7 separate regions of the Mus musculus genome follow, and all the other regions are linked to region 2. Evidence: chromatin contacts called from public ChIA-PET, HiChIP or PLAC-seq, Micro-C and promoter capture Hi-C data. All regions are on one chromosome and are shown on one strand. The core of a region is the stretch at or near the end of the contact, and the rest is flanking DNA. Distances in the headings are between cores, read along the strand shown.

What was found. A called contact is a pair of places that touch in the nucleus more often than the background predicts. ChIA-PET counts read pairs in DNA pulled down with a chosen protein or histone mark. HiChIP or PLAC-seq counts read pairs in DNA pulled down with a chosen protein or histone mark. Capture Hi-C pulls out chosen DNA fragments and counts their contacts.
Region 1: a contact with region 2 is called in an RNA polymerase II ChIA-PET map of memory CD8 T cells, with 6 read pairs. The contact joins the promoter of Anapc7 here to the promoter of Setd1b in region 2.
Region 3: a promoter capture Hi-C map of pancreatic islet shows a contact between it and region 2. The contact joins the promoter of Gpn3 here to the promoter of Setd1b in region 2. A contact is called at or near these places in 1 of 39 promoter capture datasets (hippocampal neurons), 4 of 115 datasets of contacts at active chromatin or transcription factors (bone marrow-derived macrophages, extraembryonic endoderm stem cells, pancreatic cancer cells and 1 more) and 2 of 9 other capture datasets (liver and pancreatic islet).
Region 4: an H3K27ac HiChIP or PLAC-seq map of embryonic stem cells shows a contact between it and region 2, with 8 read pairs. The contact joins the promoter of Arpc3 here to the promoter of Setd1b in region 2. A contact is called at or near these places in 3 of 484 Hi-C or Micro-C datasets (CD8 T cells, LSK cells and granulocyte-monocyte progenitors), 3 of 115 datasets of contacts at active chromatin or transcription factors (bone marrow-derived macrophages, embryonic stem cells and memory CD8 T cells) and 1 of 9 other capture datasets (adipose tissue).
Region 5: a Micro-C map of embryonic stem cells shows a contact between it and region 2, with 3 times the contacts expected there. The contact joins the promoter of Atp2a2 here to the promoter of Setd1b in region 2. A contact is called at or near these places in 1 of 39 promoter capture datasets (cranial neural crest), 5 of 484 Hi-C or Micro-C datasets (B cells, the HL-1 cell line, cardiomyocytes and 1 more) and 5 of 115 datasets of contacts at active chromatin or transcription factors (embryonic stem cells, extraembryonic endoderm stem cells, heart atrium and 2 more).
Region 6: a contact with region 2 is called in an RNA polymerase II ChIA-PET map of memory CD8 T cells, with 58 read pairs. The contact joins the promoter of Vps29 here to the promoter of Setd1b in region 2. A contact is called at or near these places in 3 of 115 datasets of contacts at active chromatin or transcription factors (bone marrow-derived macrophages, memory CD8 T cells and trophoblast stem cells) and 1 of 9 other capture datasets (pancreatic islet).
Region 7: a contact with region 2 is called in a FOXA1 HiChIP or PLAC-seq map of pancreatic cancer cells. The contact joins the promoter of Ccdc62 here to the promoter of Setd1b in region 2. A contact is called at or near these places in 2 of 115 datasets of contacts at active chromatin or transcription factors (kidney and pancreatic cancer cells).

The regions. Positions count from the first base shown.
Region 1 is chr5:122,420,566-122,424,451 of GRCm38.p6, forward strand. Anapc7 (anaphase promoting complex subunit 7) reads left to right here and starts at 1,879. Exons shown (of 11, transcript NM_019805.4): 1 at 1,879-2,113. The coding sequence starts at 2,013.
Region 2 is chr5:123,140,035-123,143,849 of GRCm38.p6, forward strand. It overlaps Setd1b (SET domain containing 1B), which reads left to right and starts at 2,159. Exons shown (of 17, transcript NM_001040398.2): 1 at 2,159-2,420; 2 at 2,909-3,093; 3 at 3,322-3,420. The coding sequence starts at 2,923. It also overlaps a transcript of Rhof not described here.
Region 3 is chr5:122,371,194-122,375,290 of GRCm38.p6, forward strand. Gpn3 (GPN-loop GTPase 3) reads left to right here and starts at 1,315. Exons shown (of 8, transcript NM_024216.2): 1 at 1,315-1,463; 2 at 2,718-2,826. The coding sequence starts at 1,416. Fam216a (family with sequence similarity 216, member A) reads right to left here and starts at 1,149. Exons shown (of 7, transcript NM_026883.4): 1 at 690-1,149. The coding sequence starts at 754.
Region 4 is chr5:122,390,443-122,394,371 of GRCm38.p6, forward strand. Arpc3 (actin related protein 2/3 complex, subunit 3) reads left to right here and starts at 1,436. Exons shown (of 7, transcript NM_019824.4): 1 at 1,436-1,555. The coding sequence starts at 1,550. Gm32853 (a long non-coding RNA gene) reads right to left here and starts at 2,869. Exons shown (of 4, transcript XR_387695.4): 1 at 2,097-2,869; 2 at 440-554.
Region 5 is chr5:122,500,954-122,504,772 of GRCm38.p6, forward strand. It overlaps Atp2a2 (ATPase, Ca++ transporting, cardiac muscle, slow twitch 2), which reads right to left and starts at 1,272. Exons shown (of 20, transcript NM_001110140.3): 1 at 615-1,272. The coding sequence starts at 732.
Region 6 is chr5:122,352,625-122,356,509 of GRCm38.p6, forward strand. It overlaps Vps29 (VPS29 retromer complex component), which reads left to right and starts at 1,704. Exons shown (of 4, transcript NM_019780.2): 1 at 1,704-1,852. The coding sequence starts at 1,850. It overlaps Rad9b (RAD9 checkpoint clamp component B), which reads right to left and starts at 1,581. Exons shown (of 13, transcript NM_001382853.1): 1 at 1,515-1,581. The coding sequence starts at 1,551.
Region 7 is chr5:123,928,933-123,932,758 of GRCm38.p6, forward strand. Ccdc62 (coiled-coil domain containing 62) reads left to right here and starts at 1,757. Exons shown (of 13, transcript NM_001134767.1): 1 at 1,757-1,928. The coding sequence starts at 1,767.

The DNA of each region.
Region 1 (3,886 bases), core at 629-3,128, 720 kb before region 2:
ATCTTTTTCTCTCCCAACTTTATCTCTCTCTCTCTAACCCCGGGCCTCTCACTCTTATATACTCTCAGTCCCCATCCACTCACAGCAGGCCATATCACCTCACCAGGCACGCAGCTTCAGCCAATCAGGGCAGCAGGGGCATGTCTCCACCAAAATGGATTCGCCAGTATCCTGGTGCACCTGCGCAGCTCTCATGAAGGTTGTGGCTTATTTTCAGGTGTATGAGGAAGTCAGGTGCAAGTCATAAGACTTAGCTGCAGTCCTGGGCACCTTCTTGGGACTGCTGCCACACCCACTCCTCACGTGGGGTCAAGATGTCTTTGTCATAGGCTAGTGAGATGGTTGAGTGGTTAAGAGCACTGGCTGTTCTTCCAAGGTCCGGAACTCATTTCTCAGCAACCACATGGTGGCTCACAACCAACTATAAAGGTATCTGATGCTATCTTCTGGTGTGTCTGAAGACAGCTACAGTGTATACTCATATACATAAAATAAATAACTAAATCTTTTTTAAAAAATGGCCTTGAATCTCAAATTTAAGCAAACAGCTTCAGTTGTTTACATTTTAATTGCATGTAGTTATTTATTTTGTGCGAGTGAGAGGCACATGCGGCTGTCTCAGAGGACAACGTGAAGGAGTCAGGTCTCTCCTCCCACACAGGGGATTGAATTTACAAAACTAGCCTTGCTGATAAGTGGTTTTACTCTCAGGCTGCCCAGCTTCAACATTTGAAAGTTTTGGTTTCCTTGTCGGCAAAGAAGGACTGACAATTCAAAGTACTTATTTGTTTGTTTGTTTGTTTGTTTGTTTTAAGCGTTTTCAAACAGGGTTTCTCTGCGTATCCCTAGCTGTCCTGGAACTCACCCTATAAACCAGGCTAATCTTTAACTCACAGAGATCGGCCCAACTCCCAAGTGCTAGAATTAAACCACCCCCTGCCAACGTTGTTATTTATTTATTGAATATGAGTACACCATTGCTCTCTTCAGACACACCAGAAGAGGGCATCAGATCCCATTAAATGTGGTTTTGAGCAACCATGCGGTTGCTGAGAATTGAACTCAGGATCTCTGGTATAGCAGTCGGTGCTCTTAACCACTGAGCCATCTCTCCAGATCCAAGTTGTTGTTGTTTGTTTGTTTGTTTGTTTCAATGTATTTTTATGAGTATCTGCATGCCTGAGTGTGTATGTCTGTGCACCACATGCATGTATGTGCCCATAGACGCCAGAGGAAGGAGTCGGATGCCCTGGAGCTGGCCTTTCAGACTGTTGTGAGCCACCAGGTAGGTGCTAGGAACCGAATTCCCCTGCAAGAGCATGCAGTTTTAATTTCTGAGGCGGCTCTCTCCCTCTATGGAAATGGCTTCAGCATTGCGATTTGTGAATATGCAATGCAGTAACGAGTTCGTAAAGGCTTGAGATGTTGACAGTGGGGCGATCAGAGATCCAGCTCATCCCTGTAACTATCTTTTCTTCGCACTTGGATCTAGCGGGTCACTTGGACGGGCAAGCCATGCCTTGCACCAAGGAATCTATTCCCAGTGACAGGGACAAGAGTCGCCAGGAGAGGGGGGCGTGCCACCTTCGCCTAGGACGCTCCCGTAGTTGGAGAAAGCCAGCCCTTGCGCGCCTGATTCGAAAATTCAATTTTTAACTGTCCGTTTTCCGCCTCCGCTGTGTTTAGGATGAACTCCTGTGCATTGTTACTAGCCTCCGCGAGGCATCCATTCCTCTCAGGCTGTCTTTAGCGCAGCAAAACTACGATTCCTACTGGGATGGCTTTGAAGATGATGATGATGGAGAAAACCCTTTCGCCGCTGCTTCTTTTTACTCAGGCACGTCCGTGGCTACCTCCATCTTCGGGGGGCGGAGCCGCGTCTGGACCGGAAGGACCCCGGCGCCGTCTCCATTTTGGAACTTTCCCCGAGCCTCTGCTCTCGGTTCCCGGGAGTTCTGTCCGCCGCTGCCGGTGCCGCGGTGTCGCCGGGGGCCACGGTGTTGCCGGGCAGGATGAGTGTGATAGACCACGTGCGGGACATGGCGGCTGCGGGACTGCACTCCAACGTGCGGCTCCTCAGCAGCCTGCTGCTCACCATGAGTAACAACAACCCGTGAGTTGGAGAGGCGGGGAGGTGGCGGTCCCGGGAGCCGGGGTTGGCGGTGGCGGGGGGACGGTGTGGTCCCGCGGAGGGCTGCGCGGGATCCGGCCTCGGTGGCCTCGGAGTTCTGGCTCCTTCCAGAACGACGAAGTCCCCTGAGTCCCGGGGACCCAGTCCACCGAGTGTCAGCCGTGGGGGTGCCACCCCAGCGGAGGGAGGGGACCCCACTTTCCGAGACTGAGAGCATCGGTGGCGGGCGCGGTGGCGCCTTTTTTTAATTTAAAAGGAACCCTGGCAGTCTAATGTAAGGCCCGACATTGCCGCCGGGGAGTGACTGGTTTTGTGTGGTTGTGTTTACAAACAGGGGTCTCCTGTAGCCCAGGCTAGCCTGCCCCAGGCTGTGTGTGTGTGTGTGTGTAGTCAAGGAAGACCTTGACCTTCTTACCCTCCTGCCTACGCCTCCCAGAAGCTGGGGGGGGGGGGTTAACTGGTGTTTTACACCCCCACCATGCTCTCAGTGTGCGTGTGGACCTTGGGGATCGAACCAGGGATTTCAGGCGTGCTAGGCAAAACACTACCGATGGAGTGACAGTTCTATCTAGCCGGGTTTACTGCGTCTCAAAGGAAGCCCGGGACAGTTGTAGGCTTGAATTGCCTGTAAGGGCCTTGCTTAAAAATTTCCCCATCATTGCTCACTCTTCGACGTGGCTCCGCAAGTCAACCTAGTCATTCCTTTTCTCTAATTTCTCCTCCTGCCCGAGCGCTCTCAGAGCAAGCATTGGCACCGGTGGCTTCACTTTAGAACCGCTGCCTGAGCCGGGCAGTGGTGGCGCATGCCTTTAGTCCCAGCACTTGGGAGGCAGAGGCAGGCGGATTTCTGAGTTCGAGGCCAGCCTGGTGTACAGAGTGAGTTCCAGGACAGCCAGGGCTACACAGAGAAACCTTGTCTCAAAACAAAACAAAACAAAAAAAAATGCTAAGGAAATGTGTTTATTACAGGGAGGTCCAGTAGGTCGACCAAGATCACACCCTGGAGAACATAGAGGAGCGAGTGGATCTGTCTATGATTGGAGATAGTTTGTATTTCAGTCCACCACTGTCTAGTGCTTCCAAAGAACATTACAGTAGCCTTCTACTCCGTGCAGACATTTGCATTTGGCGTGGCTGAGGCTAGTCTAGTGAGACAGCCAAAGGGCTGTGAGGGGCCTGTAATTCAGTCACTACCCCCCACTCCAATTCATTAGTGTGCTTTGGACCGACTAGGCACACACATCATTTGGTCACCAGCTTCTTTTTTTTTTTTTTTTTAAAGATTTTATTTATTTATTTATTTTTATTTATTATATGTAAGTACACTGTAACTGTCTTCAGACACTCCAGAAGAGGGCATCAGATCTCATTACGGGTGGTTGTGAGCCACCATGTGGTTGCTGGGATTTGAACTTCGGACCTTCGGAAGAGCAGTCGGGTGCTCTTACCCACTGAGCCATCTCACCAGCCCGGTCACCAGCTTCTTAGTGTGACACGAGGGACACTGGTCTCTGTCAGCCTTCTGTGTTGATGTTGAGGACTTTTCCCCAGAATCTTAGTGGTGCTTCATAGCAAATGGTTTCCTGTGTTGGGGATAATGCCCTAATCTTTACTCTTGGGTCGGGACAACGTTCTAGCACTGTTTGAACGCTATAGAGCGTCCTCCTCTAGTTAGACTGAATTGGGCTAACCCATGCTTTTCCACGTTAGGTTAGATTGGCAAGTTCTTAGCTACAGGAAGCAGATAAGTTCTGA
Region 2 (3,815 bases), core at 909-3,408:
AAAACAAAAGGCAAAACCAGCCATCCCAACCGCCACAGAAAATACCACCGACTCAACGTAGGTGTTTGGCTTGAACCGGCTAAGGGCTTGTTTTCCAGTTTTAATCTAGTTTTCAGAGGCGGCTTTCAGTCTTTTTTTATACAAAAGGTCTTCCTTTCTCTTACCCTCCACCACCCCACACCCAGTTCGAGAAAAACAGCTGTTTTTCTTCAAATAGATCGATTTTCAAAGAGTGTACGAGCTACTGGGAAGAAATCTGAATAGCAACTATGGCTGTAAACATTTTTTTTTTTCCAAAAAGCTCGAAGCTAAAAAATCGTAGCTTTATAGAAGCAAAAACGTCTAAAAGCATTTTAACTGACTTACATCAGACAAAGACAAAGACATACATGCAGATGAAGCTTCCGAAAATTCAGGACATCTCAGGCGACAGTAACACGAGAACGGCAGTGCAGTTAAGGACAGAATGGATTGGGTACTTACAATGTAAAAGGTTTTTAGAAAATTTAACAGTAACAACAGCTCACAGTTTTTTTGTTATTGTTGCCGTTTCGCTACAACTATACATTTAAAACATTACCTTGTTAAAAAATAGAATTAATAAGATGGTCAGGCTTAAGTGTTTAATAGAGGAAACTATATTTAAAAATTTATTGTTCAGTCAAGAGAATACAGATTAAGACAGCTCCAAGCTCTCCCACCCACCCACCCGAGAAAAAAAAAAAAGGAAAAAAATTAAATATGTCATTTACTTAGGTTTTTTTGAATTCAAAACTGTTAACTGCTGACATTAATAGTGTGCTATGACCTAGTTATACAAGACAAAGATGGATTCCAAGTCATAAGGAAAAATCCAGATCTTTTTAAAAGGTCTTCATTCTTCCAAGTGTGAGTCCTTTGGCAAATGTTAAACACATTCAGGCGTCCTGAACTGGATGGTGGAGTCAAAGGAAAAGCATTCCCCATTTGCAACAAAGGAAAAACCCACTTGGCCATTTAATTCCATTGCAGAAAAATGGCTCCCTCATCTGTTGGCCTCTCCTTGGAGTCTGATGAAGGATGTTTTGAGATCAGCGTCTAATAACTCAAGCCCTATAGAAGCCGCGCGCTGATTGGCTGCCGCACCCTGCCGCCCTGCTCCAGCCAATTACCTACCCACGGCCAAATTACAAACCCCGAAAAGAGCCCCAATATGAAATACACCACCACGAAGCCCCGGCGAGGCGGCTGCTTCGCCTCGGCAGCCCGAGAAGAGAGACCGAGGGCGTCTGCAACCAGATCCACGCGAAAAGCCGGGGAAGCCTACGAGTTGAACTCACAAAATGGAAGCCGAGCGCTGATTGGCCGCCGCCACTCCCGGACCTTTAATAAAGAAAGGGGAAGGAAAATGATAAATGCAAAAAAGGGGACTCTCTGTCGCTGGTGGCTGGAGGAAGGAGGGAGGGAGAAGCATGTGTTCAAGACAATTACTGGGCGCTCCCCTCCAAAAATAAAAACAGAAAGGCAAAAAATAAAAACGAAAAAATAAAGAGAAAGAGCTATCTTCCCCGTCCAGGCGAGGGTTGTATCCTCCCAGGAATGTGAAGGCTAGTGTGGTTCCAAACCTTGGTTTCCCTTCCCCAGCACAGCTCCTGGGAGGGAGGGGGCGTGCGGGCCAAAGAGGAAGCGGGATCGGAGATACCTCGATTGCAAACTCGTTTGGGGTCGACGTCTGCCTCCCCTCCAGGCTTCTAGTAGTCATACACACGATCACCCCCCACTCGAAACCCAGCCCTTTTCGCCGAGACTCCACGCGTCCACCACCGGCCTGGGCAGTTTGGAAACAGTTTGGGAGGCCCTGGGGGCGCACACCGTGGAGTCTTCCGTAGCTGGAAGGGTAGCCCCAGCCGCGGGGGAGATAGAAGCCGTGGAGACCCCCCTCTCCCCCGTCAGCCAAGCCCCCCACCTCAGTCCCAGCAGAATAAATAAATTAAAAGGCCTTCCCCCCGGGGAAGGGGGGGGAGGCAGTGTGGGAGCGCGCGAGTGAGGGGTGGGGGGCCGCTGGGGCCCGGGGCTTTGGCGGCGCAGCTGCCGCCGCCGGGAGAGTGCCTGGGGAAGCGGCGAGGAAGGCGAGGGGAGGAGGAAGAGGAGGAGGAGGAGGAAGAGGAGGAGGGTGAGCACTCGGGTCGGGCTCCTTAGCGGTGTATTGTGGGATGTGCGGCTACTGGGAGCCGAGCCTCCGCCGCCAGCCGCCTCCCGGGCAGCAGCAGCAGCAGCAGCGGCGGCGGCAGCAGCAAGGGCAGCGGCAGCTCGGGGCCCGGCAGCCGCTAAGGCGGCGTCCCCCCCATCCCGGCCCCCGGTCCGGCCGCCCCGGCCTCGGCTCCCGCGGGGGACACCATGTACTGGCTGGCGGCGCAGGGAGGCCGGCGCCCGGCGGGGATGTAAGCGCGGCGCAGGGAAGGGAGGAGAGAGAGAGAGAGAGAGAGAGAGAGAGGCCGCGGTCAGAGGAGCCGGGCAGCCCGAGCCCCCGGCCCCCGCCCGGGCGGGCGACGCCAGGCCCTGCCGCGCGCCCCGCTCCCGAGCCGGGCCGAGCGCCACGCCGGGCGGCTGGCGGCACCATGGGCCGGAGCCCGCGTCCTCCGTGCGTCCCGGACCGCGCCAGCCCGCAGCGGGGGCCCCGGGCAGCCCCTCGCTGCCAGCCGGAGACGGTGGCCGAGCGGGCGGGCGCGTAAACCCTCCGGAAAGGGTTTATTCTCTCGCTCCATTCTTAGATTTTTTTTCCTCGGGAGGCGGGGGGGGGGGGGAGAGGCAGCGAGACAAGCTTTCGGGGCGCGCTGGTAAGGTGGGAGGGGGGTGGGGGCCAGCCGATTGGATTCTCGGGCGAATGTGTAGAAGCGTCGGAGAGGACAACAACTTGCTTGGGTTTCAGGTTGGGTTAACGGCATGGAGAACAGTCACCCCCACCACCACCACCAGCAGCCCCCGCCGCAGCCCGGCCCTTCGGGCGAGAGGAGGAACCACCATTGGAGAAGTTACAAGTTGATGATTGACCCGGCTCTGAAAAAGGGGCACCATAAACTGTACCGCTACGATGGGCAGCATTTCAGCCTGGCCGTGAGTAGCCGGCGCGCCTTCCCGCCACCCCCACCCACCCCCGGTGGAGCCCCCAGACAAGAGGCGAACGGAGGGGGACCCCTCTTCCAGCTACCTGGGCCAACTGTCAGCCAGGACTCCCTCCCCTCAGCCTGGAGTGGGACTGGTGCCTTGAGGGGGGGGGGTCTGCCCCTGCCCCTGGGGAGGGTGCCAGCCCTTCTATACTGAACCCCCTGTCTCTGCCCACAGATGTCCAGCAACCGCCCGGTGGAGATCGTGGAAGATCCCCGGGTGGTCGGAATCTGGACCAAAAACAAGGAGCTGGAGCTGTCTGTGCCCAAATTCAAGGTAGGACCCCTCCTCTCTGTCTTATGGTCCCTCCCCCCCTCCTTCCCCGAGTTCGAAAATAACGCCAGTCCTGACCAAGCCCAGCCGGATTCTTAGTTCCCGCCGTCCAGGACTGGGAAGTTTTGGCGGGGAGGGGGGAGAGGGGTGTCCCCTCCGGGCCACTGTAAACAAAATAACACTCGGAGAAACTGTAACGAGGGCACTGAGACTGTATCATGCCGGCAGAGCTGGGGGCTCCCGGTCCCCACCTGGGTCCTTGCGCACCCAGGGCCCTGGCTCAGGGACCCGCCCCCCTCCCAACCCTTTGGCTTTAAAGGGGACAACTTCCTAGACCAGAGGGTCGTCTGGGATCCAGCAGCAAGGATAGGAGGCCAGAATAGGGGGGTGGGGAAAGA
Region 3 (4,097 bases), core at 65-2,564, 770 kb before region 2:
AACAATTACGTTGTGCTGGAACTAGTACGCTGGTTTGTTAATTGTTTCCAATCATGGATCTGGTCTTTTTACTTTTTTCAAAAAATGAAATTGATTCCTGTAGCCGGGTAGTGGTGGCACACGCCTTTAATCCCAGCACTCGGGAGGCAGAGGCAGGTGGATTTCTGAGTTCAGGCCAGCCTGGTCTACAGTGAGTTCCAGGACAGCCAGGGCTACACAGAGAAACCCTGTCTCGGGGAAAAAAAAAAAAAAGTCTTAGCACCAAATATATATTTACAATAAAATGTACATTTAATAATAATGTACTTAATAAACATAAATATATTTTTATTTCATGGCCACGGATTCAGATTCTACAAGAGCCATGATTGTGGGCCTAGTTGGATCCCAGTCATCCCGCCTCTTGATTTTTTTAAGGAAGGAGGCCAGGAGGGGGACAGGGAAGCATGGCATCCAGCTGTGATATCAGAAGTCAACTGTCCTCAGCCATCTAGGGGACAGTTAAAACCTTCCCAGGCCCGAGGCGGCTGGACCCTCGGCTCCCCGCCAGGTTAGGAGCCCGAAAGCTCAGTCTCTGTCCTGCTCCGAGGCCGCCTCGGCAGCCGAGCCCCGCTAGAGCCCGCTCCCCCCCCCCCCCCCCCCCCCCCCGTCTCGCGCCTCCTCGGCAGGGGTTCCCAAGGCCGCCTCACCCTTCACCGCCTTCCGTCCGGGCCAAGGCGGGCGGCCCCGCGACCCCGGGCCAACGGCTCGGCATCCCGTCCACACGCGTGCACCACACCGGCTCTGAGTCGGCGGCCTCCGGCTCTCCCCACTCCGACCCTGCTCAAGTGGCCGCCGGATGGTGCGGAGGAAGACCCGAGTTCCTGGAGCTGTAGACCCGAGGGCGGAGGAACCTCAGGTAACCAGGCTCCTGCGCCTGGGCATCTCTCGCTGACAAGGACGCGTCAGGGCAAATCCATCCACACGCACCCTAAAGCAAGTATTCCTTATCCACCTCAGTATTCTAGACCCTCAGAGGACCTGCAGACCTTCGGTTGTCACCCTATGTGTCAAACCCAAGCACCGGTGCTGCGGCCCGGGGGCGCGGAGCGTAATTCGCGATCCGCTATCACCTAGGCAACCGCCTTCGCCGGAGGCCCAACCGATAACGGCTCTCGGCTCTTTCTCTTTCTCTCTCTGCGCACGCGTGAACGAACTCGTGTCCCCGCCTCCTCTCTGAGCACGGCACGCGTTTCGGAAGGCATTTTGGCCCTGGGGACGCTCCGTAGTCTATGGTGTAGTAAATACCCGTGCTGAACGAGCGATCTGTGGTTGCGATTGGCTCCTACGCACATTCCCCGGAACGCCGTGGCTGTCGCGCGAAGGCTGAAGGGAGTGTGGCCGTCGGCTGTGTGTGAAACCCCCGGAGAGGCGGCATGCCTCGATATGCGCAGCTCGTCATGGGCCCCGCGGGCAGCGGGAAGGTGAGCCTGGAGGAGCTGCGGTGCGTGGGTGGCTGGGCTCCGGGGAAACCCTGGGTATACGGCTTCCTGCTCTCTGCTTGTACCTTGCTTTTTTTTTTTTTTTTGTTTGTCTGGGAGTGATAGCAGCTTTAATAGCTCTTGAGCGGCTTGAGAGAGGGCTGAGCGCTCAAGAGCTTGTTCTGTCCTCCCAAAAGACTTCAGTTCTGTCCAGCACCCAGACAGAGCTGCAGGACACCTTTGCTCCAGGAACTGCCCTGGTCGTTCCAGGTGTCTTCATATCCATTCTGTGTGCTTGATCCTATACCCATTCTACAGATTACAAACACAGAAAGGTTTATTTTGTTCAAAATCATACGCTTACTTAGGTCCGCCCCGGAATCTGAGTCTGGGTTGTTGGTCTTTTTGTTTTTTTGGTTTTTTTTCCCCTGTCTAATTCCAGACAAGGCCCCCTGCCACGCACCCAGTATGGGGTCTTTTCTTCCCTTTTTCTCAGAAGTTTGGAGTATGGGTTTCAGATAAGTTTGTAGATATGCACTGTTTGTGGGCATTTTTTTCTTTTTCCTTTGAGACAGGGTTTTTCTGTGTAGCCCTGGCTGTCCTGGAACTCACTCTGTAGACCAGGCTGGCCTTGAACTCAGAAATCCGCCTGCCTCAGCCTCCCACGTGCTGGGATTAAAGGCGTCTGCCACCACTGCCTGGCTCTAGTTTTTATATTTATTTTTTTTGTGTGATACAGTGTTTCTTTGTGTACATATTAAGAGAATGATGCTAAGGACACTTAAGCACAGTAGAAACGGCAATGGTGACATTTGAGGGATGCCTAGAGTCTATAGAGGTGTTTGTATCATTTTAATATTTAATAAATACAATATTCAGAGTACTAGAGATGGCTGTGTGACTCCACAGGGCCTGTCATCTGATCTGGAAGGTACACAGCTCACCTGTCAGTTACAGTGCATCTGTATGGTGGGGCTGTCCTAGGTAGAGAGAACAGGCTGTCAAAAGGAAGCGTGGAGCGTGGAGGAGGTCATTTCTGTAACCTACGTTAATTTGTAGACTGTGTTAAAGAAACATCCTGAGCCCACGCCCTGCATCTAGATCTGCAGCTCTGGTCTCATCGCCTTCCCAGGGTTTCCCTGGAGGTGCAGTTTGGCTTGGGTGGACACTGGCTCAGAGAGGGGAGAATTGTCTGGGCATGTGGAGGGCGGTACGCTACTGCCTTGGGTGCTAACCCCCCACCTTGTCACGTTACAGAGCACCTACTGTTCCACCATGGTTCAGCACTGTGAAGCCCTCAACCGATCTGTCCAGGTGGTCAACCTGGACCCGGCGGCAGAACACTTCAACTACCCTGTCATGGCCGGTAAGTCCCGGCAGGGCCACCTTCTTCAGGCACCGTAAAGCTCAGAAGGCACTGGAAGCCGGCTGCTCAGTTATTCACGTGCTCAGCCCCGGGGTGAGGAGGAGCAAGATGAGGCCACGGGCCATTTCATGGTGGTGTTTGTGGGTGTGGATGCCATGGCCTCCTTTTCTGGTCTTTGCTGGGAGACTCTAAGGTGAGCGGGCTCCTGCCTCCCTGCCTTTCCCTCTGGTCCCCTTGTTGCTTACTCTGGTGAGTTGGGGGTAAGATGGTTTGTCCACAGTAAATAGCACCTGTGCTGGCTTAAAAAAGGTGAGGCTCAGCCGGGCATGGTGGCACACGCCTTTAATCCCAGCACTTGGGAGGCAGAGGCAGGTGGATTTCTGAGTTCAAGGCCAGCCTGGTCTACAAAGTGAGTTCCAGGAAAGCCAGAGCTACACAGAGAAACCCTGTCTCGAAAAACCAGAAAATAAAAAAAATTTAAAAAGGTGAGGCTCAGGGCTGGGCTGGGGCTTGGTGGTGGAGTGCTTGCCTAGGGTATGTGAAGCCCTGGGTTTTACCCTCAGCACCACATAAAACCAAGTGAGGTAGTACACATTTGTCACCTCTGCTCAGTGAAACAAAACAAAGCTTTTTTTGTTTTTTAATTAAAAATAGTAATCCTCAAACAGAAGCTGCTCACTGAGATGACGGTGCAAATGTTTGAGCCATCAGCTATATACATACACACATACATACGTACATACATACAGACACACATACATACGTACATACATACAGACACACATACATACGTACATACATACAGACACACACATACGTACATACATACACACATACAGACAGACAGACAGACAGACATACGTACATGCATGCATACACACACATACATATATATGTACATACATACATACATCTCGGTACATTAAGTTCCGGGATGGATGACCTCACATGGGGAAGGAGTTTGGTTAGAGAAGGGGGACAGAGGCAGAGCCCTGAAGCTGTGCGTTCTCTGGAGGCTGTTAGAGGAGACGAAGCAGCAAGCTTCAGAAAGGCCAGGAGGGAGTGTTTCAAGAAAGAGGTGTTGTTACATAGATGCAACCGAACATTTGTGTAAGACGGTGACAGATGTGGGACCATAGTGACATTGGCAGCTTTGACCAGAATTAGTGGAGCAGTGGACCAACAGCTGGTGGGAGGGGATGGAGAGCTGGAGGGGTGGGGGCTGTGCAGTGTGGGCACTGACTGCCATGGAAGGTTTTTATTTTACCCTG
Region 4 (3,929 bases), core at 186-2,685, 750 kb before region 2:
CCCAAGAAAGAGAACATGTCTAATGTTAGTTCTAAATACTTTTCTTGTAGCTCATTTCAGCCTCCCTAAGCAATGAGGTAAATACTGAGGCCTCTATATTTAGGTGAGGAACAGAGGCACAGAGAGGTACATTAAGTTGCTCAGAATAACACAGCTAGTCATGTTGGAACTAGGATTCAACCCCAGGACCTGGCTCCTCAGCAGTCATACAAAGAACAGGGAGTATAAGCCAGACATTGTAGAGACCAGCCTGGGCTACATAGTTAATACCTTGTCCAAAAACAAAAAGTGGTTGGCTGGGTATGGTGGTTACATATCCCCTCAGTCTCAGTACTTGGGAGGCAAGGCAGGTGGATCTCAAGAGTTCAAGGCCAGCCTGGTCTACAAAGCAAGTTTCAGACTAGCCAGGGCTACCCAGAGAGGCAAAATACATACTTACATACATATATGATGGGTGTCAGTGGTGGGTTTGTAGTCATCCCCTCAGACATGTGGCATCACTCAGGCCCTTATAATATGCTTGGTTTTCATGACCACTTAGTCCTTGCCATGATCTGGGAAGACATACACCATACCTTGTTGAAAGAGTAGAAATGATATACACATTTAGTGGGTGACAGACAGGTCAAAGGGGTAGGCTCAGGACTTTTCTTTCCTTTACCCCTGTGGTGGTCCCTGACTGTCTTAACATGACAAGGAAGATAGACACCACCGTCGGCATCATAAAACTAAGCAAGAAAAATAAATAAAAATAACAGGAGTGATGGGCACATATCTGTAATTCCTGAACACAAGTGGGTGCAGATCAGTTCATATTCATTTATATGTATATGCCAGCCTGGACTTCATGCGACTCTTAGCAAAGAAAAAATTGAAAAATAAAAAATATTGGCCGCCAAGACGGCTCAGGGTGTAGGTGTTTCTGAAGACTGTGTTGGTTCCGAGAGTATCACGGTGGAAAGTGAGAACTGATGTCCCCCACCTTGCATTGTGGTAAAAGTACAAAACTAAGCCAGGTGTGGTGGCGCACGCCTTTAATCCCGGCACTCGGGAGGCAGAGGCAGGCGGATTTCTGAGTTAGAGGCCAGCCTGGTCTACAGAGTGAGTTCCAGGACAGCCAGGGCTACACAGAGAAACCCTGTCTCGAAAAACCAAAAAAAAAAAAAAAAAAGTAAAAAACTAGACATAGCAGAAGGGTAAATCAGGCGACTGAGTGGTACTGGATTTGAAGCTGAAGCCGGGAAATGAGAAAAAAAACCCAAAAAACAAAACCGGGAGCTGATTATTAACCACTTGCGAGGGAGTCTTCAATTTCAAAATCCAGCCTTTTATTCTGAACGTGCTTTATGCATGCGCCACGGTCATCGCCTCACGCTGACGCGCCCCCTGGCGTCACTTGCGGTCAGCGCAGCCGGAGCAAGTCACCGGAAGTGCGTTTATTCCTTCCGCCCGCCTCTTCCGGCTTACTTCCGCCCACTCCACCCAGGCTCGGTCGTCGGAAACGCTTTCTGAGTTCGGCTTCTCTGGATCGAATCCGGACACCGTCAAGATGCCGGTAAGCATTCGAGCCCCAGGGGCGGGGAGCCGAGCGGGGCGAGGGTCCGAGGGGTGGCAGGAGATCTGTGTCATAAGGCCGGGGAGAGAGGAAGCGTCCGCCCTGATCTCCAGCCTTTGCCTCCAACACCGGCTCGCCTGCCCCGCCGCTTCCCCCCTAACCCTGCCGTGTTCCCAGATCCCACCCTAGAGCCTCGAACCTAAGAACGATGGCTGGCTTTTAATTTATTTTTAAGTCTAAGGTCCAGCTTCTCCTTTTTTTTTTTTTTTTTTTTAAATTTCCCCCTTGTCATTTCCACTTCCTCCTCCACCCCAGGGAGTGGGATCGGCCTGCTACCTAGTCACCTGTCAGACCTCACTTCCCTGATGGACCCCTTCCTCCGTCTCCCTGCTCTGACTCCCACCCGACTCCCTGACCACCACCGAGCCAGCGCTGGTTTCCTTTTTCGTGTGCATCCGAGTGGGAGGAAATTGATGCCGATTGCAGCTTAGCGAAGGGACGCTTGAATAGCGTGCACCCACACTGAACCAGTGTTACTGACCTCTCGCTGTGAAGCCAGCATTGTTGACAGCAGCGACTAAGGGCCACTCAAGGAGCTCACAGTTTAACGGGTAGACAGTAACCATGCAAATGCACATAGGAAGTAGTTTCCTATCTTAACAACTGCTGTGACGAAAACAGATAGATGGCAGTTAGCCTACCCCTATCGCTCAGTTATCGCTCATCCCAATACCGAGGCAGGAGGATGGCAAAGTTCAGGCCAATGTGGACTATGTAGTGAGTTCTAGGCCATCCTGGGCTACAGAACTGCAAAGCCTGTCTCCCAAGAAATGGGGGAAGAAAAAAAAAAAAAAAGAGGCTTGCATGCAGGAGGTGGGGTCACAAGGTACAGCAGCTCATGCCTGTGACCCCAGCTCTGGGGAGGCAAAGGACAGGCAGATCTTCTGGCTTATTGGCCAGCCAGCCCAGCCAAAAATAAGCAAGTTCTGGGTTCAATGAAAGACGATGTCACAGGAAATAAATATATATATAGAGAGAGATAGTAGGGGCTGAGGAGGTGTCTCAGTGGTACAAATGAGAGGACCTGAGTCTGGATGCTTAGCACCCAAGTAAAACAGAAGGGGCGGGGGGAGGGCATGCAAAGCGTGTCTGCAGTTTCGGAGCTGGGGATGTGTAGAGTTCCCTGAGGCTCCTTGTCTCAAAAATAAAGTGGAAAGCAGTTAAGAAACAGACCTATGGCCTCCACCTGTGGATATGAGCATACATACCTACATGCACACATATGCACACACGTGAACATGAACACTACACACACACACACACACACACACACACACATGTACACATGCATGGTCATGTGCAAAATAAAACTAAAAACAAAAACCAGTACCTGGTGACAGGGATTGGGAGAACAGGGGACCCGGGGATGTGGGCAAGAGGCTGGCATAAATAAGGCTTATTTATAATGAGTAGGAGAGCAAGCCTAACTTTGAACAGTGTGCATGTGTTTGAGTAGCAGTGGGGAATTGACCCCAGGGCCTCATGGCATGCTACATAGATGCTCTACCACTGAGCAGTATTCCCCCATCTTTTTTACTTTTGAAAAGGGGTCTTATAAAATTGCCCAGACTGGCCTTGTAGTTGTGATCCTCCTGCCTCAGCCTCCTAGGTAGCCAGGATGACAAGCCCGTCCGGCATCACCGTGTTTGGCTTTGGAAGATTCATGATTCCTATAGTTAGTATATGTGAAGACCCAGAGTTACTGTCCAAATGAGCCCCCGCATCTCCGGATGACACTGTCTTCCAGAGGTCTTGAGTTCAGTTACTAGCACCCACAGGGCAATTTACTACCTATAATCGGATCTGATGCCCTCTTCTAGTATGTAGGCATACAGTTTTCTAAAAATGATGTGGCATGAAAGTTTTTAGTAGGTGGGGCAGATTTATAGAATATTGGCTTTTGAAGGGTTGTTTACCATTAATGGAGGGAAATTCCCAGCATTCTCAAACTACCCTTTAAGAGCACTGGAGTTTTGTCCCCAGCATCCACATCCAGCAGGTGCCAGCTGCCTATAAGTCCAGCTCCAGGGACCCCAGCACCATCTGCTGGACTCTGTGGGTACTGCATACACACAGAAATACCCGTCCACAGATATAGTGCACACACATAATATATTTTTTGTTTTGTTTTGTTTTTGTTTTTTTGAGACAGGGTTTCTCTGTGTAGCCCTGGCTGTCCAGGAACTCACTCTGTAGACCAGGCTGGCCTCGAACTCAGAAATCCACCTGCCTCTGCCTCCGAGTGCTGGGATTAAAGGCATGCGCCACCACGCCCGGCTATAAGATATTTTTTAATCTTTAAAAAAAAAATCAC
Region 5 (3,819 bases), core at 22-2,521, 640 kb before region 2:
AGGCCGAAATTCGACAGCAACGTGTCAGGAGGAAAGCAGAAAGAAAAATGAAGATATTGTATTAGCGCTTTTATTAAAAACTGCTAAATTCACCACCATCGTTGTCTGAATGGCGGATATAGGTGTATGAACGTACAACAATCTGTCTCCACTTTGATACCCCGAGAAAATTATTCAGCCCTGGTAATCAGTGGCCTCGGAACTGCCCGTAAGCCCTCTCCGGCCTCCAGGACCATGCAGTCATTTCAGCTGGGTCATCACTTCTGCCAGATGTGCAACTTTGGGGAGCACAAGAAACGGTCCGAGGGTTTCTCAACAACATCGACGCCTCATAAATCCGCGGGGGACTCAGCCCAGCCGCAGGAACCTCCTCCCTCCTTCCCACTCCCTCTCCCCCCCCCCCAATCCGACTCGCTGAGCGCCGGCCGGGAAGGTCACCGGCTCGAGACCCCTAGAGGTCGGCGATGGCCCAGACCCGCGCGTGGACCGCCCGGCCTCTCGCAGCCGTCGGGCGCCGCGCCGAGCCAAGCCCCACGAGGTGGAGCCGGGTCAGCCATCTTCCTTGGCGCTCGGGCCCGCGCCGCGCCGCTGCAGCCCCGGCGCCCCGCACCTACCGTTGGAGCCCCATCTCTCCTTGAGCTTCTTGACCTGCTCCAAGCTCAGCCCCGTGCTCTCGTTGACCCCGAAGTGGCCCAGCACCTCCTCCACGGTCTTTGTGTGAGCGTTCTCCATGGCTGCGGGGGCCCCGGCCGGCCTCGCCTCGCGTCCCCGCGGCCTCCTCGCCTACCGCCTCGCACTCCGGCCGCGGGCTCGTGCCACCGCGGGCGCCCGGGCGCGGACAGCTGTCCCCTCCTTTTTCTTCTCCTCCTCCTCCTCCGCGGCGGCGGCGGCCGCTTCCGCCTGACCGGGGCGCTGAATCACCCGAGCCCCCTCCCCCAGAAACCGCCGCACGCGGCCCGGCCTCGCCGAGCCCGCCCGAGGGACTGCGAGCCTCCCGCCCCGCCGCGAGTGTGGGTCGCTTCAGCAGCTGCCAGCCGGCCGCGGGCAGCGCAGGCCCCGGGCGCTGCGCCGAGGAGACGGGGCGCAGATGAGGAGCGGCGCCGGGCCGAGCCCTCGGCGCCGGGAACCGCGAGGCAGGCGACGGGAGAGGAGCTGCGCGGCGCGCCGGCCCGAGCCCCTCAGCTCTGCACCCCCGACAGCGGCGGCGGAGGGAACTGCGGCGGAGGAGACGGGAGGTGGCGGCGTCGGGGACGGCTCCGCGGAGGCTGCTCTAATAGCATTTATCCGCCGCTGCCTCCCCTCTCGCCGCCGCCGCGGCATGTGGACGCCGCTCATTGGCCGAGAGAGCCCCCAGCGCGGCGCGGGCGGCGCGGCCCCGCCCCCTCCTCCGGCGCCCTCCCGCGCGCGCGCACCGCGCGCCCACGCCGCCAGCAGGCCCCGCCTCCTCCCGCGCGCCGCCCCCCAGGAACCCGGATCGAGGCCGCGCGCGGCGCCTGTGCGCGCGCACGGGGCCAGGGCCACCTCTGCGTCCACGCTGTGCTCGATGCGCTGCGGCCACCGGCGCGGGCGGAGGGTGAGCCTGACTTTTCCGGGGCCACGGCTTTTCCCGTATCGACCGCGCGCGGGGATAGAGCGCGGAGTTCACGGGTGGGCGCTCTGTGCTGGTTGCCCTGCCGCTGAGGTTGGGGACTGGCTGGGACCGCGCATTGGCAGGGAGGCTCGGGAACGCAGGGGGGCCGAGGCGCGCTCGCACTGGTGTCCTTGGCTTGCCTCCGCGTCCTGGGCAGCGCGAGCCGTGCTCTGCATCCTAATGTCTCCTTCAGAGCCCCCCTCAGCAACCAAGGGGAGGAATTCCGCAGTTCCCTTCCCACACAGCCAAAAGCGCTCATCTGTCGCCTCGGGAACACCGCATCCCACACCCCCAGCCGAAAGCCTCATCTCCATCGCACGCCAACACCAGCCCTTCCTTCCCCTGCGGGTTCTGTGCCCCGACAGGGAATCCCACTCTTGGGGGAGGAAGGAGGAAGTTTTATTTCGTTTTTAGTAGCTCACACAGCCTTTGACACACGTCTGCATAGAAGTCACAGGTTATGCTGTAGCAGCTATGCTAGGTGGCTTGGCTTTGGCTTCCAAATGATGGCTGCTATATAAGACTTCCACTTCCCCCAATGCGAGAGAAGGAGCCTTCAATCCCAAATCTATTCTTAAACCACAGATCATCTGTTGTTTCTGTGAGGTCTGTACAGAGCCTAGCATGCAAGGTAATTTTGCCAATATAAAGAGGCTATACGGAGCCCGCCTGTGATCCCACGAACAGAAGTGGAAGCCACGGGATCAAGAGTTCAAGGTCATGGACAGACACTGAAGGAGTTTAGGAGCAGTCTTCCACGTTGGACCTTGTCTAAAACATACAAAATAAATTTAAAAAGCAGAGGAATGTGGGAAGCCATACTTAACAGGGAGGAGGCCCTTTGCATTGAATTTGCAAATATCTTCACAAAATGCGGCTTCATGAAGGGCATAGATTGCAAAATAAAGCATTTCATCTTCTTGAGTGTTTAGCAACGCCACCCCCCCCCCCCAATCACTTGAGACGTCCCACAAGGCTCCGCCTCAAGACTTAAGATAGATTCCTTCAGCAGATGCAAATCATGGTGCTTTACCCGACTGAAAAAAAAAATCAAGTACGTCACTTCATTTAATTATTTCCAAGGAGTGGAGGCTGGCACGCAGTTCTGATTGATACTTGGAACAGGACCAACAGAACCCTACACGAAACAAACAAACAAAAATTCTAGTGTATAGCAATGCACTCCCTAGAAGCAAGGTGGAAACTGGTTAGGTCACAGCCTCTTCTGGAGGATCAGGTGACTGCCTGCGAGGTGGGGGGTGAGAGGGTGGGAGGGATGGAGAGCTGGTGGGTCTCCCTCCTAGCTGGATTCCAGTTCTGTCGTACCTACAGCAAGGGGCACTGAGAGTAGGAAGGTCATGACCTCTCTTAGTTTGTCTGTGATGCTCACTGGGTTTGGCTTTTGTTCTGTAGTCCCCTCCTTCAGGGGCTGGAGGTGCACCCTACAACACGGGTTCCCAGTTTTTCCCTCAGGCCATCTTCCTCCTTGTCCGGTCCCCTCCTGAAAGATGTTTGGTGGTTTTTTTTGTTTTGTTTTTCCAGAGCTGAGGACCGAACCCAGGGCCTTGAGCTTGCTAGGCAAGCTCTCTACCACTGAGCTAAATCCCCGAGTCCCCCCCACCCCCCGGAAAGATGCTTTATTATCTAAAGCAGCTCCCCTCCCCAGGATGCCTACTATCACATTATTCAAGGGTCTCTGCTGCCCTAGCACTTTTCTATGGAAAATACACTGTAGATTTTGTTTAGCTGCTCGGTGCCTGCCTCCTAGCATCTTGTAAGGGCATCCAGACTTGAGAATGAAGCTTGTCTGTCTGGTCCATACTCAGTACAAAGCACAGTCCCCAACATCTGCTCATCATTTATTGAGTGCCTACAGTTTAAATGCATGAAACCAATGAGAGCCCCACCCTCCTCAACCCATCAGTTACTTGGGAAGGGCTCTGCCAGCACTAAGGCCTCAGCAAACGTCTGCTCAGCTCCAGTGTACTAATTTTTCCATTCATCAATAAGCTGGATTTATTTTGGCCTCTGGACCACTTACCTATGAGAAGAATGGCTGTGAAGCTTAGGTTTAAACCAAAAAGAAGGGCTGGAGAGATGGCTCAGCGGTTAAGAGCACTGACTGCTCCTCTGAAGGTCCTGAGTTCAAGTCCCAGGAACCACATGGTGGCTCACAACCACGCGTAATG
Region 6 (3,885 bases), core at 454-2,953, 790 kb before region 2:
AAAGAAAGGTGCGTTCACATTCTTCCCAAGCAGTGAAGACAAACCACAAGACTACTCTTGTATGCACAGGACTCAAGTGAAAACCAGAAAGGACGGTGGGATCCACTGAACAACTTAGTCATGCCTGTCAAATGCAAGTGATTCTTCTGTTGCGTGTTAGCGCCCTGTGGGTCAGACTGCCTGAGATGGAAATAGGGGATTTTAGTTTTACAGAGACAAGACTACTCCTCAATCAAAACACTAGTTATCCAAAATTGTTGGCAAACTTCATCCTTCCGAAACTTCAAGGCCTTTTCCGACTAACCCATTTCATCCTGGCTCTACTAATTGCTCTACGCTTGATCTTGGGCTAAAGGCTGGAAACTAAGTGGTTAGCACTTGCATCCATTCATGGGCTATCCATACGACAACAGCATTGAGCATCTTGGCTTCCAACATGCTAGGCTAGGTTAACATGTTGTTAGACTATAACGATCTCAACTTTGATGCTGTGTCAAGCCTTAGCAAAGTGCATCACTATGAGAGGAGGCACCATGACAGGAATTCACCACACGGTGTCCTAATTGTATGTGATGCCACAGAGCTGGAAACAGTGGTTTGAAATCCTTTTTTCCTGAATATGTCCGAACAATTTCCCGTTAAGTGATTACACTGAACTTTTTGGTCAAGATACACCTGGGAGTTAAACTACTCAGCCGATCCACACAGCGTTTTATAGACTAATTTACATTAGGAAATGCCGTATACCCTTACCTACATACACAGTAAGACTTCAATAAATATGCATCGACATAAAATTCAACATTATTTCTCCTGCAAGCCAATTTCCGTGCTAATGCTCTCATTCATTTTGAGTTCTCCCAACCTCTGAAGGGGGATGGTACACTGGCCCTTCTTTGGTCTGTCTACACACAAACCCGGTCCCCAGCCCAAGCATCCCACCCCCCTTATAAGGCTATGTATTATACAGTTCTCCACACAGTCTTTCTAATTTCTGATCTCACTACATGGACTTTTTATTTAGCCCATGCTTCTAACAACCTCTATCAACGAAGGGGCTAATATTAGTCTCATTTTTCGACTGAGGGACAGAGAGGATTGTTCGAGATTATATATTAAAACAAAAACAAAACCCAACAACAATAAAAAAAATGTCTCCGGCAGAATGTCGAATAAAGCAGCAGGTTGGTTTTCCCACAGCTCAAAAATACTTTTGCTGGTCAAGTATTATTTCCCCCCTTGAATTCTCTCCACATCAGCCCTCCTCAATCCGAGTTTAAGGCCCAATGGCACAATTCTTTTCTCGGTCACCGAATTAAACCCTGGACATAAATCAAATGGAACGGGGCTGGCATGCTCTTCGAAGCCCAGCATGGCCCTCGCGAGGCGCGCTATGGCAGCTTCAGTCGTGGCGAAGAATGGCGGAGGAGGCCGAAGAAGACGATGGATAAACCCTGCACGAGGCGTTAGACTTTTCCCTCTTCTAAGTAGCAAAGCAAGAATGGCCGCTCCACCTTTCACCTGGCCGCCCGTCATCCCGCACTTCAGCATGGCTACGGGCAGAGCAGGCATGGAGGGCGCAAGCGCGCCAGCCGCGGGTGCCCGGATGTTGCCCCCGCACTTTCCGCGAGCTCAGCCTTTCCTTTGCCCCGCCCACGAGCGATTTCTTGCAGCGCCGGGTTTTTTTTTTTTTTCCCTTGACGGGAAATGACCCTTACGGGCCCCCGTAAGACAGGCTCTTGCCAACTTCGCGTCTCATTGGTGGCGGAAGAAGTGGGCGGGTCGACCGAGGAGCCTGAGGAAGAGGGCGGCGGCGTTCGTGGTGATTGAACGGAGCCCTGGTGACAGGATGGTGAGCCCCACGGCGGCTGCTACCCGGGTGGGGCCGGGATGCTGCGGCGTCCGGTTGAGGGAGTGGGGTGGGGGCGCGAGGAGGATCCGGGTGGCCGCGGAGTTGGAACGGGAGGACCGCGGCTGGTTGAGGGTGCGGCTCGGCCTGATGTCGCCCCCTCGCCCCAGCGGCCAGAGGGCGTGCGAGGCGGACCCGGCGGCCGGACCCGGTCACGAGATCGGCTCCGGCAGTCGGTGTGACCGCACGTCTCTTCCCTCCTGGTCCTTCCCGGCTTGCTGGGGGTAGCCGGCCTCGGGGCAGAGCGCGAAGTAGCCGTCGCACTGGCCGCCACTCCGGACGGGGACCCGGAAAGGGGACTGCTCGTCTCCTGTGGCCGCTGCGGCCCCATTGAGCGATGTCGTGGGGATCGTTTGGAGCCTGCGGAGATGCGCGGGGTTGTTCGGAGAGCCTTAGCTTACCCAGTCTGCATCAGACCTTTAGGCCCGTCCCCCCCAATAGATTGCTGTCCCTACGACTTTTCTGTGCAGACACGTCCTTGTAATCCGATTTTCGAAGGCACTCTTTGCTCTCTAAAGTTGGGGGGGGGGACTGCTGTTTGTCCTGATGAAGGTTAAAGTGAAGGCACCTCACTGGCTGCTGGGCACGCGTTGCGTTTTTCACAGATTATCCTTGTGCAGACAACCTTTTAAAAAGGTGGCCTAGCAAACACAGAAGTGGATGCTCACAGTCAGCTAATGGATGGATCACAGGGCTCCCAATGGAGGAGCTAGAGAAAGTATCCAAGGAGCTAAAGGGATCTGCAACCCTATAGGTGGAACAACATTATGAACTAACCAGTACCCCGGAGCTCTTGACTCTAGCTGCATATGTATCAAAAGATGGCCTAGTCGGCCATCACTGGAAAGAGAGGCCCATTGGACATGCAAACTTTATATGCCCCAGTACAGGGGAACGCTAGGGCCAAAAAGGGGGAGTGGGTGGGTATGGGAGTGGGGGTGGGTGGCTACGGGGGCCTTTTGGTATAGCATTGGAAATGTAAATGAGATAAATACCTAATAAAAAATGGAAAAGAAAAAAAAAAAGGTGGCTTTATAAGCCGTTCCAAAGGTATATGCTTAAATTCACTGGATTTTGGCATCTAAAAGAGAATTATTTTGCTTTAGACTCCAGTTTAAAGTAGACTAGTTCTTTGATGGCAATTTGGAGACACTTGCAAGGAAGAAGAATTTGCTGGAATGATTGCATATTCATGTCTCTGAAGTCGTTTTGAGGGGTGAACGCTTATGTTTAAGGGCAGTTGCTATGCTGGGCATCACGTTTCTTTTAAATTTTTATTTTGAATTTTTGTGTATGTGTCTCTACATGAGTTTATGTGCACCAAACAAGTTCAGGAGCTACTGGAGACCAGAGGGCTTCGGATCCCCCGGAACTGGAGTTACAGGGAGTTGTGAGGTGCCACGCGGGTACTGGGAACCAAATCCGGGTCCTTCAAAGATCAGCAAGTGCTTTTTAATTGCTGAGCCATCTCTTCCATCCTAAGTCAGGTTATAACGATGTAGCCCTACTGGCCTGGAAATCAGAGATCTGCCTGCCTCTGTCTCCTGAGAGTGGGCACTAAAGGAGTGTGCCACCACACAGAGCTTGATCTTGACATTTTTGTCACATGATAAAGTACTCCAGCTAGTAATATCCTCTATAGCACATAACTTACCCTGGAGTGTGATTTTTCAATACTAGAACCTCAAACATAAAATAAATAAATATATATATGTGTGTATGTATGTGTATATATATACATACACACACACATATATACATATCTATATACACACACATATATATACATACACATATACACATATACCTCCAGTATATCTAGAGATAACAAGACCCCAGTAATGAGAAAATACTAACTTTAACCTTTTCCTGATGAATTCTTCAAATTATAAATATCAAATCTTTATAATCTACTCAAATTATAAAGAGTAGACAGATTGAGAAGTAAAGAAACAGGAGTTGGTGTACAAAGCAAG
Region 7 (3,826 bases), core at 507-3,006, 790 kb after region 2:
GCTGTAAGAGTCCTGGTATAGGTACTACACCCTCGGTGTTCATGGAAGACAGGTCAGTGTCCACAGACTGTGCCCCCTTTGGGTACGATGCCAACAGAAGCTAGAAGAACCTGTAGGGGCCCCTGAAGCTGGAGTTAAAGGTGGCTGTGAGCTGCCTGCCCATTTGCATGCTGGGAATGGCACTTAGCACTGTTAACCACTGAGACCATCTCTCCAGACCTGAAACAGTTCTTGAAAAATGCATTTTCAACCCTTATCCTTATCATCAGCAGGTGTTACTGCTAGAAAGTAGTCTAAAATTGCCCTTATTGATAATGTGACTTTTTTCCTTTCACTTGAAATTTAACCTTCCCCCTAGTTTTAAAGGTTGATTTTAATTCTAATTGTCATAATCTTGTTTTGTTTTGGGTTTGGGTTGTCTTAGAGCTTGCTCTGTAGACCAGGCTGGCCTTGAACTAGGACCTCTGACTCCGGAGATTTAAGGATTTAAGGTGTGATCAACACCTGGCTAGTTTTTTAATCTTTTTGCTTTTTCATTTGCTACTTTTTAGTTTTTCGAGACAGGGTTTCTCTGTGTAGCCCTTGCTGTCCTGGAACTCACTCTGTAGATACCAGGCTGGCCTTGAACTCAGAAATCCGCCTGCCTCTGCTTTCTGAGTGCCGGGATTAAAGGTGTGCGCCACTCATTTGCTACATTTTTATTAGGTCTGTAGCATGTGGTAAAGAGTTTGCATCCTGATGGTGACAGAGATTCGATCCCTAGCACACATATAATTTTAAGTTCATTTATTTTGGTGTGAGTGTGTGTTGGTGTGCAGAGATAAAACAACTTTGAATTCTCTCCTTCCACTGTGGAATCCTAGGATAATTCTCAGGTGGTCAGGCCTGGGTGGAAATAGCTCTTAGGGTCCAGGGTTATTCTGCTTGCCCCCACCCCCTTCTGACTCCCTAACAACCATAAAACGAAAGGCCGAAATCCTAGAGCCTGGGAAGAGGATGGCTGGATAGCCCTTCTGGCATAAGTGGTGGACCTGCCTCAAAGGTGATGATGGAAGGCCTCTGGAGGGAGACTCTGGAAGTTGCACTGATGCGGGAATGCACAAACATGGAAATAATGAGACCCAGAATTCCCGTAGGTCTCCGTCGTTTCTCCGCGGGATCCAGCAGTATTATGGTAAATGTGGCTGGAGAGATGGCTCAGTGGTTAAGAGCACTCACTGCTCTTCTGAAGGTCCTGAGTTCAATTCCCAGCAACCACGTGGTGGCTCACAACCATCCGTAATGAGATCTGACGCCCTCTTCTGGGGCGTCTGGAGACAGCTACAGTGTACTTACATATAGTAAATATATTATATATATTAATGATATAATTACTAAAATATCTTTTTAAAAAATAATAACATGTCACGGTTCTCATCACTACTAAGAGCAGATCGATGATCGATTGACTGGCAGACCCTCTGTCTCCAATGATCTTGGTTCAGACCAGTGCTGAGAGCCCGGCCCGGTTCTTCAGACTAAACATCCACAGGGAGGGACCCAGGATCACTGGGACCTAGAAACGGCTTTTAATTCACTTCGTCTTTCCCGCTGCGACGCTCTGGGAACCTTAGAGGGGCCGAAGGCTTCCGGCGTGGGAATGAATATAGGTTCACGTTCTTGATCCGCGAGCGAGCACAGGCGCAAGTCTCGCGAGAGCATCACTCCTGCGCAACGTCCGAGTGCGGCCCGCCGGCTGGCCCGGCGGTTTGAGTGCGCATGCGCGCATGCGTAGCTCTGAGGGCGCGCCGTCCTGGGCTGTGGCTTTGCCCCCGCCGCTGCGGCCGTGCGCCTATGGCGTCTCGGAGGTGACCCGCTGCTGGCACCAACTCTCTCTGGGGGCGGGGGAGTCATCCATGAACCCTTCGGCGACCTTATACCGGCGCCAGGTGAGCGCCGCCGCCCCGGGACAGGGCGCCGAGAGGCCGGCCCTAGCTGGGACCCAGCGACGAGGCACGAGCACCGGAGCGCTGCTGTTGAACGTTGGCAGGGACATTGCCCTCCCTCGCTTATTTAACAGTAGCCTAGCGAGTGGACCGACTTCTTCCTTCCCATTGACAGTCTCGAAAGTGAATTTGCCCAAGGATTGCACTTAACGTATCAGTGTAGGGTGACACGAACACTTTTTGTATGATGGGTTTATTACCTGGTTACCTCCACTGAGCCCCGTCCCCCCCTCCCCCCGCTGCCACCCCTAATAGACTGGAATCCAGGTACTGTGACTTGGAATTCCAAGTTCTTTTGTGTGTGTATTTAGGTACTAGTAACTGAAAGTCATTATAAGTCTTTTTCAAAGTACTGTCCGAAATCATATACATGACTGCCCTATGAACTTGTCGTGCCCTCCACGCCCTGGGTAGACCATGCTGGCATCGCTCTGAACTCCCCCTGCCTCCTGAGTTCTGAGAATATCCGTGTGAGCCGTCATATCCCAACGTTAAATATCTTTAACTTGGGGGCTACGCTTAGCTTGGTGGTAGAGTTGTCTTGCACGCATGGGGCGAGTTCAGTCCCCACCTTTCCTACACAAAAACAGAACATAATTCTGTACCGTATGGTTTGGTTTGGTTTTTGGTTTTTCAAGACAGGGTTTCTCTGTATAGCCCTGGCTGTCCTGGAACTCACTCTGTAGACCAGGCTGGCCTCGAACTCAGAAATCCGACACCTGCCTCTGCCTCCCAAGTGCTGGGATTAAAGGCATGTGCCACCACGCCCGGCTGGCATCTGAGTTCTGTGAGTTCAAGGCCAGTTTGCAAAACTGACAGGGCTGCATAGCAAGGCCCTGTCTAACTGTAACTAATAATAATAATGATAGCTAATGCTGAGTGATTACTATACTCCAGGCACTTATGACGACTATAGGTCTGTAATTCCAGCTATTGTGGAGTCTGGAAATTTCAAGGACTCAGAGTGAGCCCCTGGGCAAGGCAATTTAGTGAGACTAAGTCTCAAAAGGTTATTTCCATAAAAGGCTGTGGAGGTTAGAGAGATGGTTTGATGGTTGGTTAAGAGAACCGTTTGCTCTTCCAAAAGACCTAGGTTTGATTCCCAGGGCCCCCCTATTGTTACTCATTAATGTCAGCAGTTCTGATAGCAACTTCCAACCTCCACAGGCACTGAGCCTGCAAGATACACAGATGAACACGCAGTAAAGCACTCATACACAGAAGTAACAATAATTAACAAATGCTGTAGATATTGCTCAGTGATAGGGCATTTGTCTAAGAGTACTGCCGTTACCCTTTTACGGGTAAAGACTGAGAGTGGGAGATGCCAGGTAACCTCATTAAGGTTATATAACCATGATGTGGCCAACTCCAGATTCAGGTTGATAGGACGTGACATACATTGGACTTTAAAACGGTTAGTCACAACCAGATGCTGGTGGTACACGTCTTTAATCCCAGCCCTTGGGAGACAAAGGCAGGCGGATGTCTTGAGTTCAAGGCCAGCCTGGTCAACAGAACAAGTTCTAGAGCAGCCAGGGCTCTACAGAGAAGTTCTTTCAAAAACACAACAACAACATAGTGATAATAATAACCAAGAAAGATTATAGGTAATTTTTGTCTTGTAAGCACCACCATGCCTGGCCTATTGTTTAAATTATGTGTGTGTATGTGTGTGTGGGTGTGTGTGTGTGGGGGGTGTATATGACATGTAATGTAGACGTAGCACATGCGTACATGCAGAAGTCTGAGCACAGCTTTGGGAAGCTGGTAACTTCTTTCCCTCCAACTGTTACCTGGGTTCCGGGCATTGACTCGTATTGCCAGGCTGTAAGGCAAGC